Regions from separate parts of the Mus musculus genome. Here regions 1, 2 and 4 are each linked to region 3. The links are chromatin contacts, called in public HiCAR-type, HiChIP or PLAC-seq and promoter capture Hi-C maps. All regions are on one chromosome and are shown on one strand. Each heading gives the region's core, a stretch centred on a gene start, on an enhancer-like site or on the middle of the called end of the contact. The rest is flanking DNA. Distances are from core to core; before and after follow the strand shown. Region 1 holds the start of Fubp1 (far upstream element (FUSE) binding protein 1). Region 2 holds the start of Zzz3 (zinc finger, ZZ domain containing 3). Region 3 holds the start of Acadm (acyl-Coenzyme A dehydrogenase, medium chain). Region 4 overlaps Pigk (phosphatidylinositol glycan anchor biosynthesis, class K).

Region 1 (3,192 bases), core at 203-2,702, 1.7 Mb after region 3:
AAAGGGTCCTACATGGAAGGAGAATCAACTCCCACAAGTTGTCCTCTGACTTCTATGTACACCAACCACATTGCTCATGGAATCCCTCTGTATGAATAAATATATTTTTTCAGTATCTATGCACTAGATAAGTGTGCTTGCTGTATTATGGTAGACTTGATAAACCTTGATTGAGTCGGTAATCTTTCGGTCCTGAAGGAAGTTTCCAGTATAGTCAAAGCTGGCTTTAAAAACCTGCTCATGTCTAGCAACTACAACAGAGCCATAAGGGTTTATTTTACCTTACAGGCAAATTCCATAACATACTTTTTTTTTTGAGACAGGTCCCTCTTGGCCGTTTTGACTGGCCTCAAACTCAAGAGACCTGCCAGGCTCTGTCTCTCGAGTGCTGGGACTAAAGTCGAGCACCACCCCACCCGGCAAGGCAACATTATACATTTTTAAGCTACAAAGAAGTCGGGGGCGGGGGCTACTTGAAGACATTGACGTTCAGGTTATTGGGGGGGGGGTGTCAAATGCAAGGACTCTTATCTATCCAACCCTTTTCATCTGGGAAAATGGTTGCCATTCGAGGCAACAGTACGTCCCTACGTAGCACAAAGAGGTTGGAGGCTTCGACTTGGGAAGAGAGAGGCAGATTCAAACTCAAGGCTGGGGAAGAAAGGGCCCGGGGCCATTTGGAGCTGGGGAAAGGATTGGTGGATCGCACGCAGATCCCGCCCCGGGGAGAGCCTCGCTGGTGAACGCCGCGGGGAACGTTAGGCTAATTACGGCGAGGGTGGAGAGCTCGGCGGCGCGGGAAGCGGCGGGGACCGCTAGCCAGGCAGCCGGCCCTCCCTGGCTTGCCCTCGCCGTGACCTGAGCGCCCAGAACCTTCCACGCGCCTGGGTCGGGCGGAACCGGAGCCGAGGGAGCCGGGGCAGGCAGGGCGCACGGGGCGGCGAGGCCGCGCGCGCGGGGCGGAAGTGGAGGCCACGCTCGGGGAGAGCGCGTGGGAGGGGGGGGCGCTTCAGACCACGACAACGGGCTCGGCCTCGAGCCGCTGGGACCCCTCGTGAGAAGACGCCATCTCCTCGGGCGGCAGCCGCGAGTGCGAGCAGGGCCGGACCTGCCCCGCCGGCGGCTCTCGGGGGTCGGGGAGGGGAAGCCGCCGCGCGGTCGGTCCACGCTTACCTGCCGCGCTCTCTGCAGGGCATCTTTGAAAGCGTCGTTAACGACTCCGCCGCCGCCGCCGCCAGCCGAGCCAGACGACGGCGGAGGCACTGTGGAGTAGTCGGCCATACCCACGCTACAGCACACGCTGCCGTTTCCTCGCGGAGGGAGGCGCCGCTCTCGGTTAACTGCTAAGAAAGGAAGAAGATGGCGGCCGTCGAGGCTCTATCACATTCTTGCACGACCATCGTGCCGTAAAGGGGCGGAGACTGGCAGACGGAAATCCCGCGATGTTTCAGCGCTGACGCGCGATTGGCGGGGGGTGAAGAGGGGGTGGAGGGTACAGAGAAGGGACGCCGGGCGAAGAATATCGCGAGACTTGACCGGGCTCCCACGAGAGTAGGGTCTCTCTGGGCGCCTCCTCGCAGCGCGAGTGCGGGCCATTGTTCCCTCGCCTCGGCGGCTGAGGCAGTGGCGCCCGGGAAGTGTGCCGCCCGCGCTTGTAGGGGACTTGGAAAGGCCGTCGCGGATCAGGGAGCTAGCTAGTGTCCTTCCGTGTTTCCGTAGTAAGGGGCCTGACGTCGTCGGGCGGGGACGTCACGCAACAGTGTCGCGCGGCCGCACAGCCCGAGGGCCGCGCGCACGGGGCGTGCGGGGCGTCCGCGGCGACGCTGCGGAACCGTCTGCGGCCCGGCGGCGGGAGCCCACCATGCTCCGGGGCGCCGAGCTGCCTCTGCCCATGTCTCCACCCGGGCCGGTCACAAGCGGGGAGGAACTCAGACCACCGGGCCCTTAGTTCTCGAGCCGATTGCCTACTGAGTCTCTTATGTAAAATAGTGTGGGCGAGCGGATGGTGAAAGTATGACCGCCCTTTGTCCTTTAAAAACGTGAGTGTTGCACATCCAGTATGTAGACACCTAGCGTTGCGTGTCTTTGGCCAGTCTTACCATGTGCCCCTTATGTCACGAACGTGTCATGCTCCTGACACAAACCGGCTTTACTGCGTTTTCCCCACCCCCCCCCCCGCGCCCCTGCGGGTAGTCAGATCAATGTCATGGTCTGAATTTTCATTTCTGGACTAGTTGGCTTTGCAGGCAGTTTCTAATATTTGTCATATATGCCAATAACCACGTTTCTCCAGACCATTCCTGAGCGTGTCTTAGCCATGCTAGCCTAATGCTGGCAATTACTACGGTGAATGAGGGTTCTTGGGCCTTTATTCTGTTTATACTTAGTATGCCACAATGATCCCTGCTCTCAGTTTAGCTAAGAAAAAGGCAAAATGGACTGTCTAATGTATGACGTTTCCCCCCTCTCAGTCTAAGAAGCATTTTTCTTAACACCAATCTTAGAATGAGAGAAATATGTTCCCTTGGCTTTCCGATAGCCGGAAACTATGTGTCCAGTACCCACTATCAGTTACTAAGTCAGGTGCTGGCAGATACAAACAGCATGATTTTCTTAAAACCAGCTCTGTCTTAGCCATTTGATAGCTCAGTTTGACCTGTTTAACCTGTTCATGGATGTCTAGGAATGTCCGTGGATTTAGAAAAACAGTAAAGGTATTGGGCTACAGATTTAATCATAGCAATATGTAGGAAAACTAGCTAATGAGAGTATTTCAGTCGCGTTTTAAGGAAGTTTGCCCAGCAAATAGCATTTACTCATCAGTAATTGATGTTTTTATTCACTAATTAGATTTGTATACTAGTTAGATGTCTGGTTGAAATAATTCAGAGTTTTATTTATTCCCCCTATAACCAATTATCGTTTAGATTTTTTCTAAATATTGAAAGGACCTTCATTTCTCATTTTTTACAACACTGCATACCGGGAAGGTGAGTATTGTAGTATGGAATACTTTGGGATCAGCTTAGACTACGGTTTCTTATCCTCAATGCTGCTGAGAGACTTTGGACTGGGTAATTCTTGGCTGTATGCTTTGCATGGTACAATATCTCCGCAGCATCTTTGGCCACTACTTGCCCTCTCCTAAGCACCACCAATTGTGATAACTGAAAATATCTTCAGGCACTGAGT
Region 2 (2,827 bases), core at 87-2,586, 1.5 Mb after region 3:
GCGGGATTTTTCGTTAAAACAAACCCACTACTATTTTCTGCAAAACAAAACCGGCACCCCAGAATACCAAAAATGGTAGCCCCAATCCCTACCGACGTGAGTTTATCAGCATGTACAGAACAAGGATTGTATTCTGACCTCGGGTACTGTCAGGGGTGAGGGGGCCTCCCAAACACTGCCAAAAGTTACTGTCAGCAGCCAGGGTGACGAGGAGAACTTCCCAATAGACAAGTGGGTGGCTAAATGACGCCCGGACACGAGAGATGCTATGCGTTCTGTTGGGAGACTGGGGGAAGATTCTGCAGCCACAGGCGACAGGAAAGTGGAGCTGTCTGCAGAGAGGGTAACTGGGCAGAGGGGGCGGCGGCGGGCGGGGCGGGCTGGCAGCGGCCTCCGGGCCGGCGAGCGAGCGCCGGGCAGCGGCCGGCGGGGAGGTCTCCGCAGGTGGCGGGCGCCCGGGGGCGGGAGGAGCGCGGCGCGCGACAGCCGCTCTGCACCGCCGCAGGCGACGGCGAGGCGCGCGCACGAAGGCTCCCGGCGCCCGGGCGCGCGCCCCGGCCCCTCCCCGACAACTTGCCTGCAGGAAAAGAGTTACTGGTCCCAGGGCCCCGAGAACCCGGGGCTCCGCCATCCAGCGCAACCGCTCTGCCAACCAGGTCCCGCGAGAGTCCGGAGATCTCGCGATACCGACCCGCTGGCATCTCGCGGGCGGGCGTGCGCTGGAGCCAACATGGCGGCGTGGGGGAAGCTAATCACTACTTCGGGACTTTGAACGTGTGGTTCGTCCTCGCACTGGGAGGCCGCGGGCAAACGGGAGGAGAGGCAAGCCTTCCCCGCCCTGGATTCCTCCTCTGAGTCGTCTGAGGGGAGAAGGAAAGGCGGGACGCCAAACTCAGCCCTCTGCCGCCCTCCGGACGCCACGGAGGACCGCGCTAGCCCTCAGCCGGCCTGGCCTCCGGTCACGTGGCCGTCACGTGAGCCCCGCGCGCGCGCCCGGCGCCTCCGCAGGCCTCCCCGCCCCCTCAGCCGCGAACGCGCGCGCCCGGCCCACGTGGGGGCGCCGCCGCCGCCGCCGCCTCGGCCACCCCCTCCCGGCGCTCGCTCGCTCTGAAGGGCTCCGGCCCCGCGCGCGCCTTTCCCTCCGCGCTCCGCTCCCGCCCCTGCGCCGGCCCCGCCACGCGCCCCGGGGATCCCGCTTACCTCTCGCGTGGGGCGGGCCGCTCCGGGAGGCGCCGCCCGCGTGGCCGCCGTCGGCCGCCGCACTGGCTCCAGCGCCCTCCGCCGCAGGAAGCGCCACAGCGGCGCCGCGGCGCTTCCAGGTGGGTCCCCGCCTCCCGCTCCTCCACTTCCCGCAGCAGCGGCGGCTCCTTCCGGTCCCCTCCTTCCTCGGCTCTGAGACGCTGGGAGCCGGGCGCTCGGCGCGCCACCTACTGGTGGCCGCGGCCGCTGCAGCGATCCCGACCCGGCCGGCCGGCGGGCGGGAGGATTCACCGGCCCAGCCCGCTGCGTGCTGTGATCCGCTCTACCTTCCCGGAGAGGCTCCCCGCCCGCGTCCCGACCTTGCCTGGCCCCGCGGCGCTTTCCGCACGACGCCCCGGACTGCCGCGCCAGCCGCCGCCCGCTCAGTACGCAGGCGCCCACCTCTCCAGCCTTTGCTCACCTCCCTCCCTAGGGCAGGACTCTTCCCCAGCTCCACCGCGACTCGTCGGCAGTCCCACCAGAGTACACCTTCTCCACCGCTTTTATTTTCCGTACCTTTAAACAGCACTACCCGCCAAGAATGAAGTCTCTTTAAAGGCAGGGCGTCTTTTCTCTTAGCTTTTGCCCACAGTTGTGTCCAGCACCAAGTATGGCTCAACCCATAGTGAAAACTGGTTATTTATGTAGCTCAGCGTGTGCTTACCGGAACTACGTGAAGCTCTGAGTTCAATCCATAACACCGCCCTTTCAAATATACAGTATTAGCAGTGCAGCAAAGTAATGCCCGCCTTCAGTTACAGGGATAAGTATTTCCTCTGGGTTGATAGCACCATAGGCCACCACTTCTGAGCTGTGGGGACGCTCATGCAACCCTTTGGCTATTAGATTGTGTTCCAAAAAATACCAAGTCCACTGGTAGAATCCATTAACTGGGGCTCTTCGCAACTGTGCAGTATGGCTTCAGTGCCTTTCTTTGTTTTCCTTAGCTGGAGCAGTTTTGTTTTTCCAAGGAAGTGGGTAAGTGTGGTTTCTTTTCAATTGCTCGTAAGTTATTAGATCATAGAAGTGGACTTGTATTTGGTTGTCTCCAATTCAACTCAGAGTAATATCTGCTCCAAAATAAAGAATACCAATTATAGTTATACTGACTATCACACCTGCCATCTTGTGTCTTAGAGACACTGCTCTCCATTGCCTTAATTTTCCTAGTAGTGGGGTCTATAAGGCCTCACCACAGCACACCCTCCCATGGTTTTTATTGAACTGTGTTGGACTTGCAATAGGCAGAGATATAAAAATAACACGATTTCCCAGCCAGGCAATATGCTACCTGCATAGGCTAGCTACTATTGGGATGGTCAGAATTTATCTGCTGCTGGGAGCATTGTCTAGCCACACACACACACACACACACACACACACACGCACGCACGCACGCACGCACGCACGCACGCGCGCGCCATTATTGGACTGTCATCCGTTTCCAAGAGAACGATGGTTGTAACGATAAAGGTCCCCACAGGTTTACTTTCCCTTTCTCTTCCGTGGGAATGGTACCACCGCACTAATACGCAAACGTTTTGTTTTGTTGGTTTTTCGAGAGAGGGTTTCTCTGTGTAGCCCATGC
Region 3 (2,892 bases), core at 1-2,500:
GCTGTTAGCTTACACATAAAGGAAGGCAATAAATGGCTGCCAAGGAGGCTAAAAATGGCACAGATAATGTTGTTTGTGGACCTGGAACATTCCACAATCAGAGGTTTAAACAGCTCATCAGACTAGCAGGCCATTCAAAGGAAGATACCTTTTTCTGGAATGTTCCCTTACAACCATTAGAAACTATGTTTCAGGAAAGATTGTTGATGTTGAAAGATTAATCTTATAGATCTGAGCATTTATCTCACAATGGAATCCACATACCTTTTCTAGGCTTTGGTGTGCCTGACAATGCTACAGGTAAGACAGAGAGAAGATGAGAATTTTTCATTGTTCATTAGTCTCAAAAATAAGCTCCTGTCTCCCAGTTCCTTGAAGCAGAGAGCAAGAGGACTATTGACAGCTTAATCTTTGGCAACTAAGGTACCCAACACTAAGAAGTTTTATAATCTCTCATCTTTATAACACCACAGCTACCATCTCAGACACAAGGTCTAACTGGAAGACAATGGGAATTTAAGCAAAGTTTACAAACTCATGAGCAAAATTTCACTCCCAATGTTCACTGTCTGGGGAGCTTTTGGATAGGCTCAGCTTGGGTTCCCAAGGATGCTTCCCACATCTATATAAGTGGATAATAAGTAGCCTTGAAAACGTTCAGAAAAATAGATGAAATAAACACTATTGTGCTTTGGTTTGTTTAGGTTTTGCTACTTGGCTCTCGCTGGCCTCAAACTCGCAGTGATCTTCCTTCTCAGTCTCCTGGCACTGAGATGTCTTAGTCGCCCTGGCTACACATGCAGCTAATTTCCTATTTAAATTTTAAGGAGTACAGACTACCTATCGATCTAGCCCAGAATTTGTTGTTCCAGTGAATACCGGAGCCATAAAGAATCTGACTCTCCAAGTAAAGGTCACAGCTGACTGCTAGAAACGTCTGGCTGCGCCCTCTGGCCTAGATTCGGGTCCAGCTCTCCCGGGCAGCCCTCTGGAAAGAACGTGACCTTCGGGCTCCGGTGACACTGGGCACACAGTCTTCTTCTCCGGGCCAAGCACAGAAGTTTAGGCTCGGGCAAGGTCGGGAGCAGGACGCATGCGCAGAGGGCCTTCAGGCCACTCCCTCTTCTGGCCCAGGTCCGGACCCGAGACCCTCCCTCATCTAGCCCCGCCTCCCAGGCCACACCCCTTGAGCCTGCAAAGACCACGCCCAAGGTCTTCTGCTTGGACCCGTCATCCCTCTGTCTCTCAGCCGAAGTCAGTCTGAGAGCTCAGACCTCATCTGTGTGTAAAGGGACTCCCTAGGCCACGCCCCCGAGGTCTGCAGACTTTGACCCGCACGCCTCCGCACCCCTAGAGTCTAAGGCCCGCCCCTCTCCTCCCTCCAAGCCACGCCTCCTGGGGGCGGGACCCCCGTCCGTTTTGCTTGCTGCACGGAGGTGGTCGGAGGCAGCAGATCGAGGAGCCATCATGGCAGCGGCGTTCCGCAGAGGCTGCAGGGTGAGCGGGTGACCGGGTGGTATCGGGAGGGTCGGCCCTACGCGGCCTGGGGGAAAGCGGGAGCCTGCGGGCGTCCCCCCGCGCTGCCTGCCGCCCTCCCTCACTGATCTCCGGGCTCTGACCCCTGCAGGCGTGGCCCTGCGGACCTGCTTCATTCTGGGTCAATGGGCTCAGCCACTTCTCTCCAGTCACCCACGCTTCTTGAAGGGAACCCGGTGTCAGAACCCTGCTGTGGCAGAGGCGATCACTTCCAAAAAACTTTGACTGTAGTCCCACCCCAGGAAGGCATCAGTGTGTGGTTCTGTAGCCACGGGCGTGAACAAGTGTTAGGATCCAAACAGGTTGATCCTGGGTGTGCACAGAACACAGGCACAACACGAAGGAAAGGGAAGTGGGCCGCTCCGCTCGCACCAACAGGGTTAGGACGCCTGTGGTTTTGTGATGTACAGGCACCCTTCCAAAAAACAAAAGGGAGACAAGCCTACCGAAGAATTTTCATGAAGCTTGCTTTCTAAATGTTGTACCCTGCAGAGTTTTGTCTCCTAAGCTGTTTTAACCACTAGTTTGTTATATTAGCGATGTGTTCGTACAAACCTCCATTTATACCACCTAAAACTGGACTGAAGTTGCCTCTGGCACCGAAAGCTGTAGTTTTAGAATTTACAACACCATTACTATACAACTCAACAGGTTCTGAAAGCAGAAATTGAAGGGTTTTAAAGTTATTTTTTATTCTGACAACAGAACTACAGGTTTCTTGGTGCCTCCAAGGACAAGAGAGGGAAAGTCTAACACCATAACAAAACAGAAAATGCATTCCTTTATCCTATTTTTCACACCGGGATAAAACCAAGAGTCAAATTTCTAAGTAATTCGTTACTTAGTTATGCTGTAGTTGCGGGCTTGAAGACTAAAGTTAGTAGTGTTCCCATATTGGAATTCCTTGGTTTTGGCAGAGAGCCAGGAATAATAAACGCAATTCTCTTCTGACTTTAGAGTTTCAGAGTGTCGTCGTTCTTTATATTGGGTCTCATTTTGTAGTCCAGGGTGGTGCGGCGCTCACAGCTTCACCTCTGCCTTCAAGCCTGGCTGTCTTATTTTAATAATCTCCAGTTATCTCCTAGGATTAGTGAGCCTGATTTTCAGGTGTAAATACAAATTGTGTGTTTGGAACTGTTCCCAGACGGGTGTTTGCAAAACTTAAACTCTATGTTGTAATGCTAAGTTTTTAACCCTGTTCTTTTTTTTATTGTTTCTAAGCTGTCTACACACAGACACGTGCACACTCACATACACAGACAGGTGTGTTCACACACACAGACACACACAGACCTGCACATCCTCTCTGCACAAGCAATGAGCAGGCTCGTGCGTGCATTAAGCTACTCTAATTGA
Region 4 (3,202 bases), core at 131-2,630, 1.2 Mb after region 3:
AGAGAGAAGCCCAAGTGACCAGCAACTATCATGAAGCACTCGGTGCCCTTAGTCATCACAGAGGCACCAGTTAAAACCACAATGAGATTCCATCTACATCAGGAAGAATGGCTAACAGCAAGACACGGATATTGGAATGGTGTTGGTGGGCATATAACCTTCTGCAGCTACAAGGAAAACCAACGTGGTGATTTCTAAGAAAGCAAATGCTACAGTTGCCATATGACCCACCCATCCCACTCCTGGGCACCCACCCGAAGAACTCTGCATCCTACCAAAGAGACCTGCACATCTGTGGTCACGGCCGCTCTAGTCACAGTAGCTAGGAAATACAGTCAGCCTAGACACTATTAACTCAAGTAACAACAAAAATGAGGTACACACACAATGGAATTCAAGTCATCCAATAACTTGAAACTATGAGATTTTCAAGAAATGGAAGAAACTGAAAAATATTCTATTACCTTAACTCTCTCATGTGTGTTCAGCTCTTTTATATATACACATCTATATCACAGGAGAAATATGATCTTTAAGTTGGGGGTGGGGAGACAGCAGAACCCGTGTGACATAGAAGGGACACGATGGTCTCACTCAGCGAGAGCAGATGGCAGACAGAATGTACAGTCTAGGATGTCAACCGAAAGAAATGATACATGGAAAGCTGACATTTTGGTAAGCTAATCAAAAAACAATTTTTAAAAATATTTTGAATGGGATATTCACCCTGTGGGGATGAATAAAGGTGTTTCCAGAGGTTACAGCCTATTAAACAAGAATCCCAGGACCAGGGCAAGGCACTTCTCAGGAGGTGACCATGGGTGCTCCCAAGAACCCCAAAACAACCCAGGCCACTGCCCTTAGTTTCCTACCATAACTAGTTGGTCAGACTGTGCTGCTCAAGATCACACAGGATTGACCCCAGACACAGAGAAAGCAAGCTGCAGCTGGGCTGGAACCTCCCCCCTGCTGGCTAGGCTGAAGCTGCCAGGGGGCGCCATGCAGCTCGCCCTCCGGGTACCAACACTGACGGCCAGGCAGCTTGAGAGCACTGGTACGGCGGGAAGCCTGCCCACCTCGGGGCTGGACTTGCCACAGGAAGGACCTCGCTTCGGACGCTCTCCGCTGGTCAAAAGCCTGTAGCTGGGAAGAGGGGCTGCAGGATGCAAGTCGCGCCTATCAAACGGCCTTCTCCAGAGCTCACATGCCCGCAGAGCTGCTCAGACAAGCTTCTTCCTCCAGTGGGCAGCAGTGACTGCAGACTCATAACTACTCAAAGTCGAGAGAATAAACTAAACGACAGTTTGAATACCTCGCCCGCTATACCTAGGACATATAGAACAGCCCCTCAAAGCTCGGGGGCACTGTGGAAGATGGAGCAGAGAGAACGGAAGAGTCAGCGGAAGTGAGATAGCTGTGGAAAGCTGACTTCCGGATACGACAGGACTTTGGCAATCGCAGACCCACAGCAGCCTTGACATCTGCACTGGACTGCAAGGCTGGGTCTGTCAGGACCCTTCCAGGGAAGAGCAAGGGATCCGTGGAGCCCCACCCTCTCCAGGACTCACAGGCAGTTAAAAGTTGATGGGGGAGGAGACAGAATTTCCACAGCCCTGTAGCTATAAGGTGTACATGCTCTGTAAACAGGCTTCCGCCCACGCTCCTGCAGACAGCCCTGAGGAGACTCACAGGGTCACCACAACTGATAGACAAAGGCAAGACAAGAAAGCATAGGGGAGCCAGCTGGGAAGAGGATTGGCAGAACTGGGGTGAATATGACCGACATACACCATGCACATGCATAAACCGACATAATGAAATCCATTGCTGTGGACAACTAATACATAATAATTAATTAAATTATATACTAATTAAATATATATACTAATTAAAACACTTAGTCCCAACACTTGGGAGGTAATATCAGGTGGACCAAGGTTCAAGACCAATCTCAGGGACACAGGAGTTTATGGGCAGCCTCTAATACATGAGAGCCAGTTCAACAGAAAAAGCTTTTAAAAGAAAAAACTTGTGAAAAAAAATGAGCAATTTTCTAATTTTTAAATTTTTCTTGTTGAACCATTTGAAAGTTGAGACACCATCAGTTATTATGTATTTCAGCATGCCTTCACAATGTCAACAATGTTTCAAAGACAGTGTGTAATTCACACTGAGTCTCATGTAGCTCACCAGTCTCACAGTGGTTAAATCAACCGCTCATAACTTTCCTGGAAATACTGGTTCTCTTCCACAGGTTGCACACTGTTTCCAGGAACCTGGCTCGATGTTCTTTCCAGTTAGGTGACTTCCATCCTAACGCACTGTTACCCTTGTACTCCTGCATCTTCGTTTCTCACTCGGAGGCTCGGGAGGCCTCTTCCTCCCTGCTTCTGCTGAGGTGACGCCCTAGCATACTTGGAGGATTGGCAGGGTAGACAGTCCCTCTCAGGTACCCACGACATAAGACCTTTCAATGCACACATTCTGCTTGAGCTCTGAAAAGGTTTCCAGTACAGTTTTTAACGCTATTTCTATTTCTATTCCATTTGATTTTCTAGTTTAAGCATTAAGCAAATATAATGGACCCCCCCCCCAGACTCTCTCTCTCTCTCTGATTTTTCCTGTTTTCTTCCTCACATTTCAGTGTTATTTTCCTGGCTCTTATTTCTAGTCTTTATTCCTTTCACTGAACTTGTGGTAACACACTCCTCCCCTGGGTGTCTTGTAATTTAGTTTTCACTTCCAAGGTGATTTTCTCTATTTTGCCTTTGTCTTTCCAGAGTCCAGTTGGGTTCTTCCAGACATTTCTGTTGTTTGTCTCTTTCAGTCATGACTCTCTCAGTGAGTTCATTCATTACACAGACACTTGTGTAATACCGTGTTCACACTCCAGGGCTCCAGCTGGCCTTCCTCTGTGTTTTCTTTTATATCCCAGCCCTCTGTGTGTGTTTATGCATGTGCAGGCGCTTGTATACGATATGAGTGCGCATGTCTGAAAACCTCATTCCTCAGCCCCGTCAACGTGGTTTTAGAGACAGCCTGTCTGTCCCTGGCGTGGGCCTTGCTGGTGACCGTGCTGACTGTCCAGTGAACCCCAGAGGGCCACCTATGTCTGCCTCCCCAATACTGGGATTGCAATCACATGCCCCCACCCAGCCTTCTTATGAAGGCCCTGGGGTTGAACTCAGGTCCTTAAACTTCT

The links. HiCAR-type assays count read pairs that join an accessible place to other places. HiChIP or PLAC-seq counts read pairs in DNA pulled down with a chosen protein or histone mark. Capture Hi-C pulls out chosen DNA fragments and counts their contacts.
Region 1: a promoter capture Hi-C map of adipose tissue shows a contact between it and region 3, with 4 times the contacts expected there. The contact joins the promoter of Fubp1 here to the promoter of Acadm in region 3. A contact is called at or near these places in 9 of 39 promoter capture datasets (the C10 cell line, the HPC-7 cell line, cranial neural crest and 5 more), 3 of 484 Hi-C or Micro-C datasets (B cells, CD4 T cells and CD8 T cells), 4 of 115 datasets of contacts at active chromatin or transcription factors (astrocytes, double positive thymocytes, large pre-B cells and 1 more) and 2 of 9 other capture datasets (adipose tissue and liver).
Region 2: a contact with region 3 is called in a HiCAR-type map of astrocytes, with 4 times the contacts expected there. The contact joins the promoter of Zzz3 here to the promoter of Acadm in region 3. A contact is called at or near these places in 3 of 39 promoter capture datasets (cranial neural crest, erythroid cells and pre-B cells), 1 of 15 datasets of contacts at CTCF or cohesin (large pre-B cells), 3 of 484 Hi-C or Micro-C datasets (CD4 T cells, regulatory T cells and uterus), 8 of 115 datasets of contacts at active chromatin or transcription factors (the 230-238 cell line, astrocytes, embryonic forebrain and 5 more) and 2 of 9 other capture datasets (liver and pancreatic islet).
Region 4: a contact with region 3 is called in an H3K27ac HiChIP or PLAC-seq map of large pre-B cells, with 5 times the contacts expected there. The contact joins the enhancer-like site here to the promoter of Acadm in region 3. A contact is called at or near these places in 3 of 39 promoter capture datasets (cranial neural crest, hippocampal neurons and pre-B cells), 4 of 115 datasets of contacts at active chromatin or transcription factors (embryonic stem cells, forebrain and large pre-B cells) and 1 of 9 other capture datasets (adipose tissue).

Annotation. Positions count from the first base shown.
Region 1 is chr3:152,208,682-152,211,873 of GRCm38.p6, reverse strand. Fubp1 (far upstream element (FUSE) binding protein 1) reads right to left here and starts at 1,452. Exons shown (of 20, transcript NM_057172.4): 1 at 1,174-1,452. The coding sequence starts at 1,281. It overlaps Gm40180 (a long non-coding RNA gene), which reads right to left. Exons shown (of 3, transcript XR_867759.3): 3 at 2,986-3,192. It also overlaps a transcript of Dnajb4 not described here.
Region 2 is chr3:152,394,512-152,397,338 of GRCm38.p6, reverse strand. It overlaps Zzz3 (zinc finger, ZZ domain containing 3), which reads right to left and starts at 1,336. Exons shown (of 14, transcript NM_001080755.2): 1 at 1,201-1,336.
Region 3 is chr3:153,943,001-153,945,892 of GRCm38.p6, reverse strand. It overlaps Acadm (acyl-Coenzyme A dehydrogenase, medium chain), which reads left to right and starts at 1,250. Exons shown (of 12, transcript NM_007382.5): 1 at 1,250-1,497. The coding sequence starts at 1,468.
Region 4 is chr3:152,761,584-152,764,785 of GRCm38.p6, reverse strand. All of the region lies in intron 9 of Pigk (phosphatidylinositol glycan anchor biosynthesis, class K), which reads right to left. Among named protein-coding and RNA genes, the nearest start is that of Gm40181, 7.1 kb to the right of the region's middle. Within about 2 kb of position 1,380, at least 136 of the 459 cell types and tissues checked have an H3K27ac peak or open chromatin away from gene starts, as enhancers often do. A contact at or near this core is called in adipose tissue, where this site is marked.